Regions from separate parts of the Mus musculus genome. Here region 2 is linked to region 1. The links are chromatin contacts, called in public promoter capture Hi-C maps. All regions are on one chromosome and are shown on one strand. The core of a region is the stretch at or near the end of the contact, and the rest is flanking DNA. Distances in the headings are between cores, read along the strand shown. Region 1 has its middle 5.3 kb from the start of Myo18a. Region 2 overlaps Fam222b (family with sequence similarity 222, member B).

What was found. Promoter capture Hi-C pulls out the DNA fragments that hold promoters and counts their contacts.
Region 2: a promoter capture Hi-C map of liver shows a contact between it and region 1, with 1.6 times the contacts expected there. The contact joins two enhancer-like sites. A contact is called at or near these places in 2 of 39 promoter capture datasets (liver and pre-B cells), 1 of 115 datasets of contacts at active chromatin or transcription factors (pancreatic cancer cells) and 1 of 9 other capture datasets (adipose tissue).

What each region holds. Positions count from the first base shown.
Region 1 is chr11:77,768,043-77,775,799 of GRCm38.p6, reverse strand. It overlaps a transcript of Myo18a not described here. Among named protein-coding and RNA genes, the nearest start is that of Myo18a, 5.3 kb to the left of the region's middle. Within about 2 kb of position 3,284, at least 64 of the 459 cell types and tissues checked have an H3K27ac peak or open chromatin away from gene starts, as enhancers often do. A contact at or near this core is called in liver, where this site is marked.
Region 2 is chr11:78,134,406-78,142,162 of GRCm38.p6, reverse strand. All of the region lies in intron 1 of Fam222b (family with sequence similarity 222, member B), which reads right to left. Among named protein-coding and RNA genes, the nearest start is that of Traf4, 27 kb to the left of the region's middle. Within about 2 kb of position 4,377, at least 11 of the 459 cell types and tissues checked have an H3K27ac peak or open chromatin away from gene starts, as enhancers often do. A contact at or near this core is called in liver, where this site is marked.

The DNA.
Region 1 (7,757 bases), core at 2,035-4,534:
GTTCAACGCCCAGGCAGGCAGTGAGACCAGGAACTCCCAAGCTAATTGCTCACAAGTTTGATTCTGTATAATCACACATGGCAACCCACAGACATCTGGAACTCCACTTCCAGGAGACCCAATGTCCACTTCTGGCCTCATGGGCACCAGGCACATTTGTGGCCCAAACACATACATGTAAGCAAAATGCCCACACACATAAAATAAATAAATAAATAACAATTAAAAAGAAAGAAATTGCCAGGCAGTGGTGGCGCACGCCTTTGATCCCAGCACTTGGGAGGCAGAGGCAGGCGGATTTCTGAGTTTGAGGCCAGCCTGGTCTACAGAGTGAGTTCCAGGACAGCCAGGGCTACACAGAGAAACCCTGTCTCAAAAAGACAGACAGACAGACAGACAGACAGACAGACAGACAGACAGAAAGAAAGAAAGAAAGAAAGAAAGAAAGAAAGAAAGAAAGAAATTGGTGAATTTGGGCAGGGTGACACATACCTACAATTCTAAGTACTTGGAAGGCTGAGACAGGATCTTAAATTTAAGGCAAATTTGGCCAGTAACTAGAAACTTTGTTTAAAAAACAAACTAGATAAACTTAAGTTCCATTTACGGGCTGGCGAGATGGCTCAGTGGTTAAGAGCGCCGATTGCTCTTCCGAAGGTCCCGAGTTCAAATCCCAGCAACCAAATGGTGGCTCACAACCATCCGTAACGAAATCTGATGCCCTCTTCTGGAGTATCTGAGGACAGCTACAGTGTACTTATATATAATAAATAAATAAATCTTTAAAAAAAAAGGTTCCATTTACTACAATGTATCCAAACTGTTATCTCAACATGTAATCTACATAAAATATTTATAAACATAAATTATTTTATATTTAATTTTCTGTATTTTGTTTTGTTTTGATATATAGACACGTGTGCATGTGCGCACACGCATGTGTATTTTATTTATTTTGCTTTTTTGTTCTGAGAGATAGTCTCATGCAGTTCTGGCTAGACCTGAAACTCAGGACAGAGACCAGGTTGGCCTCAAACTCATGGAGAACCTTTCTGCCTCTGCCTCCTGAGAGCGGCTGAGATTACAGGTATGCACAACCGTTCCTAACTCATCCATATTACATTTCCAAAATCCAGAGCAAGGCTGAGTATGACGGTTCATACCTTTAATCCTGGCACTCGGGAGGCACAAAGATCTCTGTGAGTTCGGGGCTATCCTGGTCCACACAGTGAGCTCCAGAACTGCCAGAACTTCATAGAGAAAGAAACCTGGTCTCAACATGAATGAGTAAGTAAGACCCCGGTCTGCACTTTACATTTAGAACACAGCCTGCATTTCAGATGCTTAGTCTCCAGGGATGCAGAGTTTTGGAGATAGAATATGCCCTGGTTAGGGTTTTTTGTCAATTTAACACAAGCTAGAGTTGTCTGGGAAATTATCAATTAAGAAAATGCCCCCACCAGATCAGCCTGTAGGGTATTTTCTTGATTAATGTTTGATATGGGAGTGTCAAGCTCACTATGGGCAATGCCACTCCAGGCAGGAGGAGGCCCCAAGTGGTAATTATCAGGCTGAGTGAGCTATGGGGGAAAGCCAGTAAGCAGCTCTTCTCCATGGCCTCTACTTCAGTTCCTGCCTCCAGGTTCCTGCCTTGAATGTCTGCCCTGACTTCCCTTCATGATGAACTGTGGAAACTCTTCCCCAAGTTGCTTTTGGTCATGGTGTTTATCACATCAGAGGAAGGCAAACCAGGACAGAATGTATTCATAAGGGTAAGAAATCTAGTGAGGGAGCTGGAGAAATGGCTCAGCCATTAAGAACACTGGCCACTCTTCCAGAGAACCCAGGTTCAATTTCTAGGACCCACATGGCAGCTCACAACTGCCTGTAACTCCAGTTCCAAAGGATCTCACACAGACAAGCATGCAGGCAAAACACCAATGACCATAAAAATTTTTTAAATTAACTAATTTTTTGAAAAAAAGAAAGAAATCTGGTTAGGTCAACTAGCTCTTTATATCTAGTGTAGCAAGAACCCGGTTCCCTCTCTGAGATCAGTTTCTGTATGTGTGCATATGGAAATCAGAGGTCAGCCTCAGGCAGGGTCTTTCACTAGCCTGAAGCTCATAGAATAGGCTATGATGTCGGACCACTGAATCCCAGGGATCCACCTGGGATCTTTGCTTCCCCAGCTCTGGGATTATAGCTGGTACCACCACCACCACCACCACCACCACCACCACCACCACCACCACCACCACCTCTTGCTTGTTTTTTGTTTCTTTTAGACAGGGGGTTCTCTGTGGAGCTCCGGGTGTCCTGGAACTCAATCTGTAAACCAGGCTGGCCTCGAACTCAGAGATCCTTCTGCCTCTGCCTCCTGAGTGCTGGCATTAAAGGTGTGCTCCACCACACAAATGCTGGCTTGTTTGCTTGTTTGTTTTTTTAGCTTGAGTCATGGGGAACAAACTCAGGTCCAACTTTACCAACTAAGCTATCTCTCCATCTCCTCTAGCCTCAGTTCCTCCTAGGTGAAACTAAAATTTGTGCTTCTAAATGTTCCAATGAACAGTCCCTGGAAGCTGGAAGACAGGAAGCATAAACCCCTACTAAGCACCTGGTCAGCCGCATCTAGACTCAGTGAGACCCCGTGAGTGGAGAGAGAGTGCTGGACCGGCTCTGCTCTCTAAGGGGAATGTCTCCTCCCAAGTGCGGCTGGGAATAAGGCACAGACAGATCCAGCCTATCCAGGCCGTGGCATCTTTGGCTGGTCACTACCCACACTGCACTAAAGGCATAGATAGTCAAGATGAATAGAAAATGAAGACAAATGGAGACTTAGGAGGAGACAAACACCGGGATCTTAGCCCCTGGCCAACTCCGGAAAACCCTACTGTCTGCCATGCTGTCTTTACCCAATGTTGGCTTGGCTGTAGGTTCAGCACCAGAGCACCATCAATGAGCACAAACAGTCTGAGGATTCTAGGATCTCTGAGCTGCAAAGGTCCCTTAAAAGTAATTTTCCATAAACCCCTCTTCTCGGCATAAGCCTGTCCCTCACTGTCACTGCAACAGGCAGGACCAAAACAGCACCACAGGGGACAGCTCTGACTAAAACTGTTAAGGATCTTGTATCTAGGCCTGGGTTTGCCACAGGTCTCCAGGGGACCTTGAGCCTGTCACTTTGCTCAAGGTTGAACTAAATGATCTAGACCTCCTCCAGCTCTGAAATTCCAACAGTCCAACTCTCCTGTGGACACAAGTTAACTATTAACTTTCTGTCAAAGATGTCTCTCATCACAAGCCTGGGGCTTCGGAGGCTGCGCTGTGAGTCACTTACCACCCTTGTCCTGCTACCATTATCTCCACAGCTCACAAAGCAGCCTTCCCCTACTGCCAGCCCCATGTGGCCAGGCCTGGCTGCAGATCCGATCTCTGCTGAGCTGAGCGTCTACCACTACCTGGTTGCCTGCACCCTCCCTCTCCGGAACCAGTTTTGTGGTTCAGCTGCAGCTGCCTCTGATGCTGAACTCATTCGGCTGTGCTGAGTTTACTACAGAGCTGAGTTCCATACCCTTCTTAGATTCCTTGGACTTGCCAGTGGCTCCTGTCCTCAGATGAAAGGCTCCAGCAGCTGAGACCACCACCTCCCAGAACCTCAGGCTAGGCTGCAGTTCTCCTGCCCTGCCCCTTACTCTCCTGCCCTCTCCCTTCCTTCCAGGGACTTTAGCCTTGTAATCATTCTGACTTCTTTCCCTGACTCCCCTGACCAGGAAGCTTTTCCTAATTTTGAGTGGAGGAAAGGTAAGTGTGTATGTAAGTTACTCTGACCCAGTCGTCTTAAGTACAATCAGCCGCTTTATCATTTTAGGACAGACAGAAGACAAGGACCACTCAGTGCAAATGTGCAGCCACATTCATAAAACAGAGTGCTACTCATAGAACAAGAATGATCTCGGCCGGGCGTGGTGGCGCACGCCTTTAATCCCAGCACTCAGGAGGCAGAGGCAGAGGCAGGCGGATTTCTAAGTTCGAGGCCAGCCTGGTCTACAGAGTGAGTTCCAGGACAGCCAGGGCTACACAGAGAAACCCTGTCTCAAAAAACAAACAAACAAACAAAAAAACCAAAAAAAGAATGATCTCAAAAGCATTTGAAATGAGAAAGAAGCCATTGAAAAAAAACACACATTAATATCATTTCTTCTTCTTCTTCTTCTTCTTCTTCTTCTTCTTCTTCTTCTTTTTTAATTTTTCCTTTTTCAAGTTAGGGTCTCATAACCAGGCTGGACTTGAACTCACTATGTAGCAGAGGATGATGGCTCTGATCCACCTGAGTGCTGGGATTATAGGCATTTACCACTATACCTGGTTATATGATTCTACTTATTGCAGGCAAAACTAATCTATGGTGAGAAAAGCCAGAGCAATGGATATCCCTGGGGACTAACGGTCAGGAATGTGTGAGAAAGGGCATGAAGGGACTTTCTGAGTTCCAGAACAGCCAGAGCTAAACAGTGAGACCCTGTCTCAAAAAAACAAAAACAAGAACAAAAACCCCAAACAACTGTAAACAAGTGCCAAATTCTAGCTAGTAACTATAAGCTACAGGACCGAGTGGAGCATGCTGAGCCCTTTAAGTTTCCTTGGGCATTGGGACATGTCAACCTTCTTATATAATTTCATAGATGGACAAGGGGTAAAAATGTGACAAACAGGGGCTGGAGAGATGACTCAGTGGTTAAGAGCTCTAATTGCCCTTCTGAAGGTCCTAAGTTCAAATCCCAGCAACCACATGGTGGCTCACAACCATCTATAAAGGGATCTGATTCGGTCTTCTGCTGTGTCTGGAGACAGTGATTTTACCCACATATATAAAATAAGTATGGTCGAAGTGAGTGGGGCTGGAGCTATTGGGGCAAAAAAAAAAAAAAAAAAAAAAAGAAGAAGAATGTGACAAACAAGAGGGAGAAGTGGTGAGTGCAGGATCTAGGAAGCTCAGTAGCTGTAAAATCCTTTAACTTTTCTGAATGCTTGCCGATCTCTGTGATAAGATGCTGGAAAACACGTGTGTACCAAGTGCCTACTAAATACATAGCAAAGTAAATAAACCTAGTAAAAAGCTCAGACTTTGGCCGTCAGGGAGAGACATAGGGACAACAAGGTGACACCTCTACTGCTGGAGATAAGTCACTTAGAGACACTGAACGCTGCCTCCTCCTCATCCGTAAAGTGGACACAATGATAGCACCTACCACAAAAGGAGCGGGAAGCCAGAGTACAGATGGCACCTGACAGATTACACGCACATGGAGATGTTCTTACGACACCCAGCCACACAACAGCTCTCAAGACGGTCACAAAGGGCTGCCTCAGTAGTGCAGCAGCTGAAGGTACTTGTCATCTGAAACCCAAGCCAGTGACCTGAATTATCCACAGAACCCACAAAGTGGTTCTCCAACCTCCACCTGTGTCATAGCGTGCATTTCCCACAAATACAGACACTCACACCTCGCATACACTCATATTTTCTAATTAATTATACGCAAACGAGTATATATTTGACATATTCCCAAAGTAAATTAAAGCTATTTGTATGGGCAACTCCAAGTCCTGTAGCATATATGATATATAGAGTTTTCTTTCTGTTGTTGTTTTTGAAGGGACAGGTAGCCCTTTGTTACCATGCTAGCCTCAAATGTAACAAGTAGCCAAGGGGTGACCTTGAACAAGAGGTCCGCCTGCTGCTTCCACCTCCAAAGGCATAACCTTTGCCATTCAACTAATATTGAAGGTTAGTGCAAGCCAGCACAATGTGACTAAATGAAGTCTAGACCTTTGTTGTTTTCTCTTTTGTTTTGTTTTTGATTTTTGTTGTTGTTGTTTGTTTTTTTTTAAGACAGGGTTTCTCTGTGTAGCCCTGACTATCTTGAAATTTGCTCTGTAAACCAGGAAGACCTCAAACTCAGAGATCTGCCTGCTACTGACTCTTTAGTGCTGGGATCAAAGGCGTGCACCACCAGTTATCATAGCTGGGCTTTAGACCTCTGCATATGGGCAGTAAAGCCCAAAGGCGTGAAGGTGAGCCAGTGAGCCCCTGACCAGATGGATCTATTGGCTCAAGCCCACAGCCCTCCATAGCTACTACTAAGAATGTTGACAGGAAATTCACTGATGCAGAAACACAAACACCCAACAAGAAGAGAAACTCAGCTTTTATAATAGTCACGGGCATGTAACGCAGGCACAGTTTTTTTTTTTGTTTTTTTGTTTTTTTTTTTACATAGTAGTTTAATAAGAGCAACATCCATTAGGGCATGGGAAACAGAGGCTCTTATCTATGTTGATTAAAGTACAAAGTCATAGGATTTCTTTTTGTAAAACTGTAAATAAATGACATTCATTTATTCTGGGTGCAGGAGCTGATGTGGACAGGTGGACGTCAGAGGACAACTTACAGGAGCCATTTCTCTCTTTCTGCTAGGTACGCTCAAGGGAGCAAACTCAGAACTCAGGTCCCAATCTTGGAGGCAAGTGCCTTTGCCTGCTGGGTCATCTCACTGACCCCATGTCTTTCTTTTTGAGTATCAAAAAGGCCAGGCCACTTCTATTATAGAAACAGGAACTGCTTCATGAACTAGTATTTTATCTTTGCACAGGAGCCATGCTAAGGCCTGGATCATTTAACTTTAGTATACATACTGTGAGAGTAAGCCTTGGCATAATGTTCCAGTAGAGTGAATGGGTGGCATCTATGGAATTACTTATATACATTTTTTTTGACCAGTCCATTTTTTTTTATTTTTTTCAATTTTATGTGCATATGTGCACTTACTTGAGTAACAGCATGTATGTGTGGGTACATAAAAAAGACAGAAAAGGGTGGCTGATCCCTTGGAACTGTTGTTACAGTGGTTATGAGCTGCACAGAATTGAACTTAGGTTTCCTAGAAGAGCAACAAGTGCTCTTAACCACAGAGCCACCTCTCCAGCCCTTGCCTGGTCAATTCTACCATGGGTCATCTATAGATAGTCCACACAATGAACATAACTAATCTTTTGTGGCTTTATTTATAATAGCAAATCTATAAACATAAATCACTGGTGAAATTGCTAAATTATAAAGTAACTAGGAAGTTATTAAGAAGAATGAGGTAGGGCCAGGCGGTGGTGGCACATGCCTTTAATCCCAGCACTTGGGAGGCAGAGGCAGGTGGATTTCTGAGTTCGAGGCCAGCCTGGTCTACAAAGTGAGTTCCAGGACAGCCAGGGCTACACAGAGAAACCCTGTCTCAAAAACAAACAAAGGAGCAGGAGGAGGAGGAGGAGGAGGAGGAGGAAGAGGAAGAAGAGGAAGGGGCTATGGGTCTAGCTTAGCATTAGAGTGCTTGTCTAACACACAAGGTCCTAGATTCAGTTCTCCAGGCTGGAAGTGGGAGAGGGGTACATTTGTGTACTGACTAGAAAAATTCTATACTGTTAAATTTTTGTTTGTTTGTTTGTTTGTTTTTGGCTTTTGGAGACAGGGTTTCTCTGTGGAGTCATGGCTGTCCTGGAACTCACTCTGTAGACCAGGCTGGCCTCGAACTCAGAAATCTGCCTGCCTCTGCCTCCCGAGTGCTGGGATTAAAGGCATGCACCACCACTGCCCGGCTCTGTTAAATTTTTTTAAAGGCAACTTGTGAGATAGTATATATTGGTTTTTTTCCCATGTGCATAAGTGTTTTGTTTGTATGTACCTGTAGGCACTGCTAGCATGC
Region 2 (7,757 bases), core at 3,128-5,627, 370 kb before region 1:
GGACTCTGAATACTTCTTTCCTACTATCTATTATACCATTAACCTTACTGTTCCTAGTAGGGAAACGCTGCTGCTGGAGTGAGGCAAGAGGCGACAGGCTGCCTGCCACCAGCACTCTTCACTCTGAGGTGCTCACCAACAGCATGTATACACGGCCCAGTAGTCCTGCCGTAGTGAGGGGGGTTCTGCCAAGTCTTCCTTGTGCACCAGGAATACGTTGTTCTCAAATAAGCAGACTATGATAAGAATGCATACACTTCCTTCCCAATACTACAGAACCTATTGGTCAAGGTAGTATACACTATAGCTTCAGTTCACAAGAGCGAGCAGGGCCAGCTCAAACACCAATGGAGACGACCTGGTGCTGACAAGTATCTGACAGCTCAGGACCACCTGAAAGAGGCTGCTTAAACTGTGTCTAGGGCAGCAGCTATAGAAAGAACTGAGACCCAATGGTTCAATGAGTCCCAGAGTTCCGGGACCTCCGGAGCAGGTTCAAAAGAACAAAGTGCCAGCTGTAGCACCTTCTGCTGGAGTCAAAGGGCTGAGATATTGTTTACACCCTTCCCCCCGTATGAATGCTGGGCTCTTTTCCCTAGGACCCTGATTCCAAGAAAAAGGAAAGGATGAGAGTCCTGGGCTATCGTGCCAGCGTTGAGCCCCATGAGAGCGTCAAGGAAAGCAGCTTTTCTGTTCTCCTCAGCTTCCTGGAGATGGAGTCTCCCAATGTAGCTCTTACTGGAAGGAAGACCAGGCTGGCCTCAAACTTGTGATAATTAATTCTCTCTTGCCTCTAGCTCCTGGGTTCTATGATTCCCTGGTTGGCCTCAAACTCAGAGATCCGCCTGGCTCAGCCACCTTAGTGCTGGGATTAATGATGTGGTCGCCACACACCTCATCTCATATTCTTGATCGAAAGGAAGTATTGGCAAAAACTTTAGTTTTGGGTGAGCATTCAGTGCTCCCCAAACCCCACAAAGTCCAGCCTTTAGCATTTCTCACCAGCTCTGGAGTTTCCACAACCTATTCTCAAACTTCTAACAAGAATCCTTCCCTAGTCCCTACTCAGGGTGCATTTACCAAAAGCTGTGGTAGGAACTAGGCAAGTTAATAGCAAGTTGGGACAATCTCTGCTGTAGATCTCAAATGCTACCTGATGACATCCTTAGCTTTGGGGTTTGTGGAAATTAGGGGTCTGCTAAGAATACCTTCTAAACGTTTTATCTGTTGGTCACAAAAGATGTTGGCCCAAAGTGGTTATCAGAGCGACTAAAGATAGCCCAGCATTATTGAGGCCCTGGGTGTGCAACACGACTCTCCACAATGAGGCACTTCCGCTCACAACATCCACTTCTGCACAGCATGAGGTTATAAGGTGACTTATAGCTTTCCTTTTGAGTTCAGGGTAGATAAGTAAGGGGCCCTTGAGCAATAGCAGGGCAGAATATTACTTAGGTTTGGCACATAATAAGTGTAATTTGTCGGGAGCTCTCAGTTATACTCAGTGTGACATTACCTGTTGACTAAATTGTTTCTTGTAACAGGTCATGAGGATGACTAAATTTGAGTAGTTTGGTAATGTTATAATTTCTGCCATCTCAGAACTGCTGGTATCCAGCACACTGTTTTCAGTGTTTCTATGGGTTTTGTTGTTGTTGGTGGTGGTGGTGGTAGTTTAGTAGAATGAATATTTAGGTGGAGTCTACTGTGGATTTAAGCACATGGGTCTGAACACAAAGAAGCACACACCAGGAACATGGAAGCCCCACCTTTCCTTAGCTTAGGTTTTTATTTGTGGTTTTGTCCCACTCCCCTACCCCACCCCCCAGCTTTATTACTGTTGTTGAGGCTTTTAGTGTAGCCAAAGTTGCCTCTCATGGTCCCCCTGCCGCAGCCTCCGAGGACCGGGATTACAGTGTTGTCTGAACAAAGATATCATCCATGCTGTGCATCTACATTGAAGATTCTGCAGATGGACTGGCTGACTTCCTCACTGTGGAGAGTTGGAATGCTGCAGAGCCAGTCCCACAATATGCTGGACTTTTGTTAGTCTCTCTCATAAACATTTTTTTGTTTGTTTGTTTGTTTTTTGGTTTTTTTTTTTTGTTGTTGTTTTTTTCAAGACAGGGTTTCTCTGTATAGTCCTGGCTGTCCTGGAACTCACTTTGTAGACCAGGCTGGCCTCGAACTCATAAATCCACCTGCCTCTGCCTCCCAAGTGCTGGGATTAAAGGCGTACACCACCACTGCCCAGCTCTCTCATAAACATTTTATCGCAAAGCTTTGTTAACTTGTCTACCTGATATCCCCACAATTTTTTTCCATAAAAGCATTGACTATGGCTGTCTTTTGCTATGTGACCATTTCTACTATGGAACATGCCACGGAGGATAATCAGAGTCCCTGTTCATGTTCACCCATGCTGAACTCAGAACAAATTATCTCTTATTCCCTTTAAAATAAGAGCTGTATTTTCTTTTAAAAATGTTCACAGTGAGAGAGAGAGTGAAAGAGACAGAGACAGACGGGGGGGGGGGGGGGGAGAATGAGAGACAGGTTGGTCCAGGCCAATCTGGAATTTTCAAGGGTCTCCTGTCCCAAGCTTCCTGCAGGAATGACAGGCTATGAGCATCCTCTCCTGGAAACCTACTCCTCAGGGACTCAGAACCTGTCACAACAGGTCCTCACGTTACACTATCTTTCACTGTCGCCCTTTGTTCAACTCTGAACAGTATATCACTGCACTCGATCTCTGGCGAGAGTACCACCTTGTCTCAGATCACTGGTTTATGCTTATCTTTATCCAGTACTATTAACCAATTACTCATCATCCAGGTAACATGTAAGTTCACTCTCTCTCTCTGGACAACATCATCATTTTTGTTTTAGTTTGTTTCAAATGTATTTGTGTGTGCCTACACCTGAGTTTATGTGCACCACATGCATAGAGGTGTCTGCGGAGACTGGATGAGGATATTATATTATATAGAATACAAGCCTGAGGAGACCAGATAGGGTTATTATATATTATATCCCAGCGGTCTTCTGGAACTGGAGTTAAAGGCTGTTGTGAGTCCCATGTAGATGCTAGGGACTGAATTGGGGTTTTGTACAGGAGCAATACATGTTCTTAAGCATGAAGCCACTTCTCTAGCCCAACATTTTAATCTTTTAATCTGGGGTGGATTTCCTAAAAAGATTTGTCTTCATCATCCTTCTAAACTACAGAGTCGGGGACGAGATTAGTCACACAAAAGATGTCTAATAATCGGCAGGCGGATTTCTGAGTTCGAGGCCAGCCTGGTCTACAGAGTGAGTTCCAGGACAGCCAGGGCTACACAGAGAAACCCTGTCTCAAAAAAGAAATAACAACAACAACAACACCAAAAACAAAAAACAAACAAACAAAAAATACTGGCTTATATTTCTAAATGATAGTAACACTTTAACCTAGGGCCTTAGGACATTTTGGGGGTGACACTCTCACAGTTTAATGACATGGTGAGTGCGTATTTTAAAGGGGGCTGAGAGCTGGCTCAGAGGTTGAGATCAGTGGCTGCTCTTACAGAGGACTGGGTTTGGTTGCCATCACTCACATGGCAGCTCACAATTATTTGTAACTCCAACTCCAGGGGAGCTGATGCCCTGTCTGACCTCCACAGCACTGCAAACATATGTTTCAGAGATATACATACAGGCAAGCAAAAGTACCCAAGTACAGAAAAATAAGGTTTATTTTATGTATGTGAGTACACTGTCACTGTCTTCAGACAGACCCCAAAAGAGGGTATCAGATCCCTTTATAGATAGTTGTGAGCCACCATGTGGTTGCTGGGAATTGAATCACGACCTTTGACCTTTGGAAGAACAGTCAGTGCTCTAAACCACTGAGCCATCTCTCCAGCCCCTATTTTTAAACTGTAATCATTATTATTGGTGTGTGTGTGTGATGTGCGCACATGTCACAGTGCACTGTGGGAATCAGAGGCCAAGTCTGGAGTGTGTGTAGTGCCCTCTTTTCACTCTGACTACTGAGCTCTGGTTGTCAGTTTGGCCAGGCAGGTACTCTCCCATTTCTCTGTTGGCACGGTTACTACTATTACTGAGTTGAATCAGTTAAGAGAGAGGGCTCTCTGCCATGGTATATGTGCTGGTTTTATACACTCTATTGGAAAGTATCATTTGTTTCTTATTTTAATTAGGAGTGTCCCTAGAAAACACAAGTAATCTACAGTTGCATGGAGTTAACCCAGACTTTCCTTATGTCTGGTCTGTTTTATGTTACATAACAGGCTTGCATTCTGAAAACCCTGTCAGGAATGGCCAAGGCCATTTGAGGTGACCTACATGAGAGGAGTGACCTCTGAGCTTAATCACATAACAAAACAGAGTTGTCAGCCTGGCCAGGACTTGCCCGCCCATAAGTATCTGAGTTTGTGCCCAGAGCAAGACAATGAGAACAGAGACCAGGAGAAAGCTACTGAACACCTAATGAACAGCTAGCACCAATCCTCTCAAACTCTTCAAAAAACGTTAGAGAAAATGCTTCAAACGTACTGCACGAGGCCAGCATTGCCCTGACACCAGAACAAGACTAGAAACACCCAGTCCCCAGTCCCAAACGATGGCACAAAAAGCTGCCAGATAGCAGAAAAAAATCATCCCCTGGGGAAACTGAGGCTGAGTAGCTTGCCTGTCTCTTCAGTTTTATAATTAATGTTGGAAAGATCATTCGGGCTGGTGAGATGGCTCAGTGGGTAAGAGCACCCGACTGTTCTTCCGAAGGTCCGAAGTTCAAATCCCAGCAACCACATGGTGGCTCACAACCATCCGTAATGAGATCTGACTCCCTCTTCTGGAGTGTCTGAAGACAACTACAGTGTACTTACATATAATAAAAATAAATAAATTTAAAAAAAAAAAAAAAAGAAAGATCATTCATCTACAAGGCCTCAGGTCTGCTAGGAAAACTTCACCCCTTAACTAATGACTGATATTAGTAATTCTGACTCACCTATAGAAATAATAAAAATAAAAAGGTTTTAAAGTTTAGGTTATTTAGACTTTTTTGTTTTGTTTTTGAACAGGGTCTCACTGTGCAGCACTAGTGGGCCTTGAACTCACGGAGACCTGCCTGTTTCTGTCTCCATGCACATTAAAGGTTTGTGACACTATATATGGCTCCTAAAGCTTTTTTTTTTTTTTAAAAGATTTATTTATTTTATGTATATGACTACACTGTAGCTGTCTTCAGACACACCAGAAGAGGGCATCTGATCCCATTACAGATGGCTGTGAGCCACCATGTGGTTGCTGGGAACTGAACTCAGGACCTCTGGAAGAGCAGTCAGTGCTCTCAAGAGCTGAGCCACCTCTCCAGCCCATCCTATAGTCTTTAATAGGCCCTGTATTAAATAAAGGCAAAGCAGGTCAGATGGCAGACACATTGTCTTTAAGCTCTGTGTGTGGGTGCATGTGTGTGTGTGGTGTGTGGTATGTGCGTGTGCGTGCATGTATGTTAAGTATGGGTGCTCCAAAAGGCAGAGGCATTAGACCTCCCAGTTCTGGAATTACAGGCAGTTGTGAGATGCCTGACATTCGTGCTAGGAAATGATTCTCTGGAGAAATAACCACTGGGGCATCTCTTTAGACTGCATACAGTTTTCATGGAAGTTGGTATGGCACAGCCTCTATAATTCCAGCACTACAAAGTCAAGGCAGAAGAACTGTTTTGAGTTCAAGGCTAGCCTGGCTACATACCAAGACACTATCTCTTAAGAGGAAAAAAATGCTCCTCAATACAGCTGGTCTAGGTAATCTACAGACTGCAGTCCTAACACAGGAAAAGGAGGTTTTACAAGCTTAGCAGCAGAGGGCCTGGCAAAGCATGTGTTTGGAGAGCAGCTACGTTGAGGTGCACTTTTCTATCCCTTTCTCCTCACAATGTACAAAAAGTACAAACAGAAGAGGGCATTGATCCCATTACAGATGGTTGGGAGCCACCATGTGGTTGCTGGGATTTGAACTCAGAACCTCTGGAAGAGCAGTCAGTGCTCTTAACCACTGAGCCATCTCTTCAACCTACCACAAAGGTACAAATAGCCAAAATTCCCTAGGACAACCACCCTCTTGCCCCAGATGCTGCACCAAAAAGGACAGCTTCTAATCCAGTCTAGAACATGACTTTCAAGTGTGAAGGATGACAGAAAAGTTAAGGTCACTGTGAAAGCTTGTTCTATTCTAAGGACATAAATCACAAGGCGTTACTCGGAAACAAGTCTAGATGCCAGTTTGACGTTGTGTATAGCCACGTTTCTGAGCCTAAAGCATCGTCATATACTTTGATGAAGTTCCAGCAAACAGGCATCTTCCTTACTGTGTTAAGTGTTTCACCAAGTATACTGCTGGTTTATAAGAATCTCCAGAGGCATTTATAAACTTGTATTTTTGCTAGTTAGTAACACTGATTCTCAGTGCACATAAAAAAGCTGTCTATCAAAACAACAAAGAAGGACACAAGAGATGAAATCTTAAGTGAGAAAGTGTCTCCATAAGATTGGTCTATAGGCAAGTCTACGGGACACTTGCTTGGTTAATAATTGATGTGTGAGGGCAGGCTCAGCCCACAGTGCACAGTGTCACCCCTGGGCAGGTAGTTCTGGACTGCACAAGAAAGCAGGCTGAGCCGGACGTGGTGGCGCACGCCTTTAATCCCAGCACTTGGGAGGCAGAGGCAGGTGGATTTATGAGTTCGAGGCCAGCCTGGTCTACAGAGTGAGTTCCAGGACAGCCAGAGCTGCACAGAGAAACCCTGTCTCGAAAAACCAAAAAATAAAAAACAAAAAAAAAAAATAAAATAAAATAAAAAAAGAAAGCAGGCTGAGCAAGCCGCTCTGGCAAGCCAGTAAGCAGCACTTCTCTATGGCCTTGCATCAGCTCCTGTTGCCAGGTTCCTGTCCTGACTTCCCTCCATGAGAGTTGATGGTTTTTTGTTTTAGTCACAGGAGCGGAGAGAAAGAGTAAATGTAAATCAGGTGTGGTGACACACGCCTGGCATCCCAGCATCTGGGAGACAGTGAGGCAGGAGGATTACTGAGACTTGTATTCCTCCCTCTTCCCAAAATAAAGAAAAACTGACAGGTAATCATGGTAGCACACTCCTTTAAACCCAGGACCTAGGCGGCAGAGTCTAGCCTCATCTACGGAGAGTTCCAGGGCAGGCGGGGCAAAAAGAAAAAAGAAGAAAAAGAAAGAAAGAGAAAGGAAAGAAAGGAAGGAAGGAGCCAGTGACAGTGATCAAAGTAATGACTGAGTGTACCTGGTTCCCTTAAGGGGCAGAGGAGAGCGCTGCACCCCCTGGTTGAGCTACCATGTGGGTGCTGGACATCAAACCCAAGTAGTGAGGAAGAGCAGTGCTCTTAACCACTGAGCCAGTTTTCTACCCCAGGTCATTTTATTTTTGCCAACAAAATCAAACTTACACTTAACATTTTGGTTATTTACACTGTACAAATACTCACATATGGGCCTAGAGAAACAGCTTGCCCCATACCTTGAGGACTAGAGTCTGCATCCCCAGTCCCCACGCAAAAGCAATGTGGGTGTGGTGGCCCATCTGTAATCCCAGAACTCAGGAAAAGATTCCCAGAACAAGCTGGCCACTAAATTAACTAAACCAGGAAGTCCCGAGTGAGTGCCTTGAACAAAGTGACAAAGACACATCAAACTGCACACTCTGCACATGCGTGTATACACTT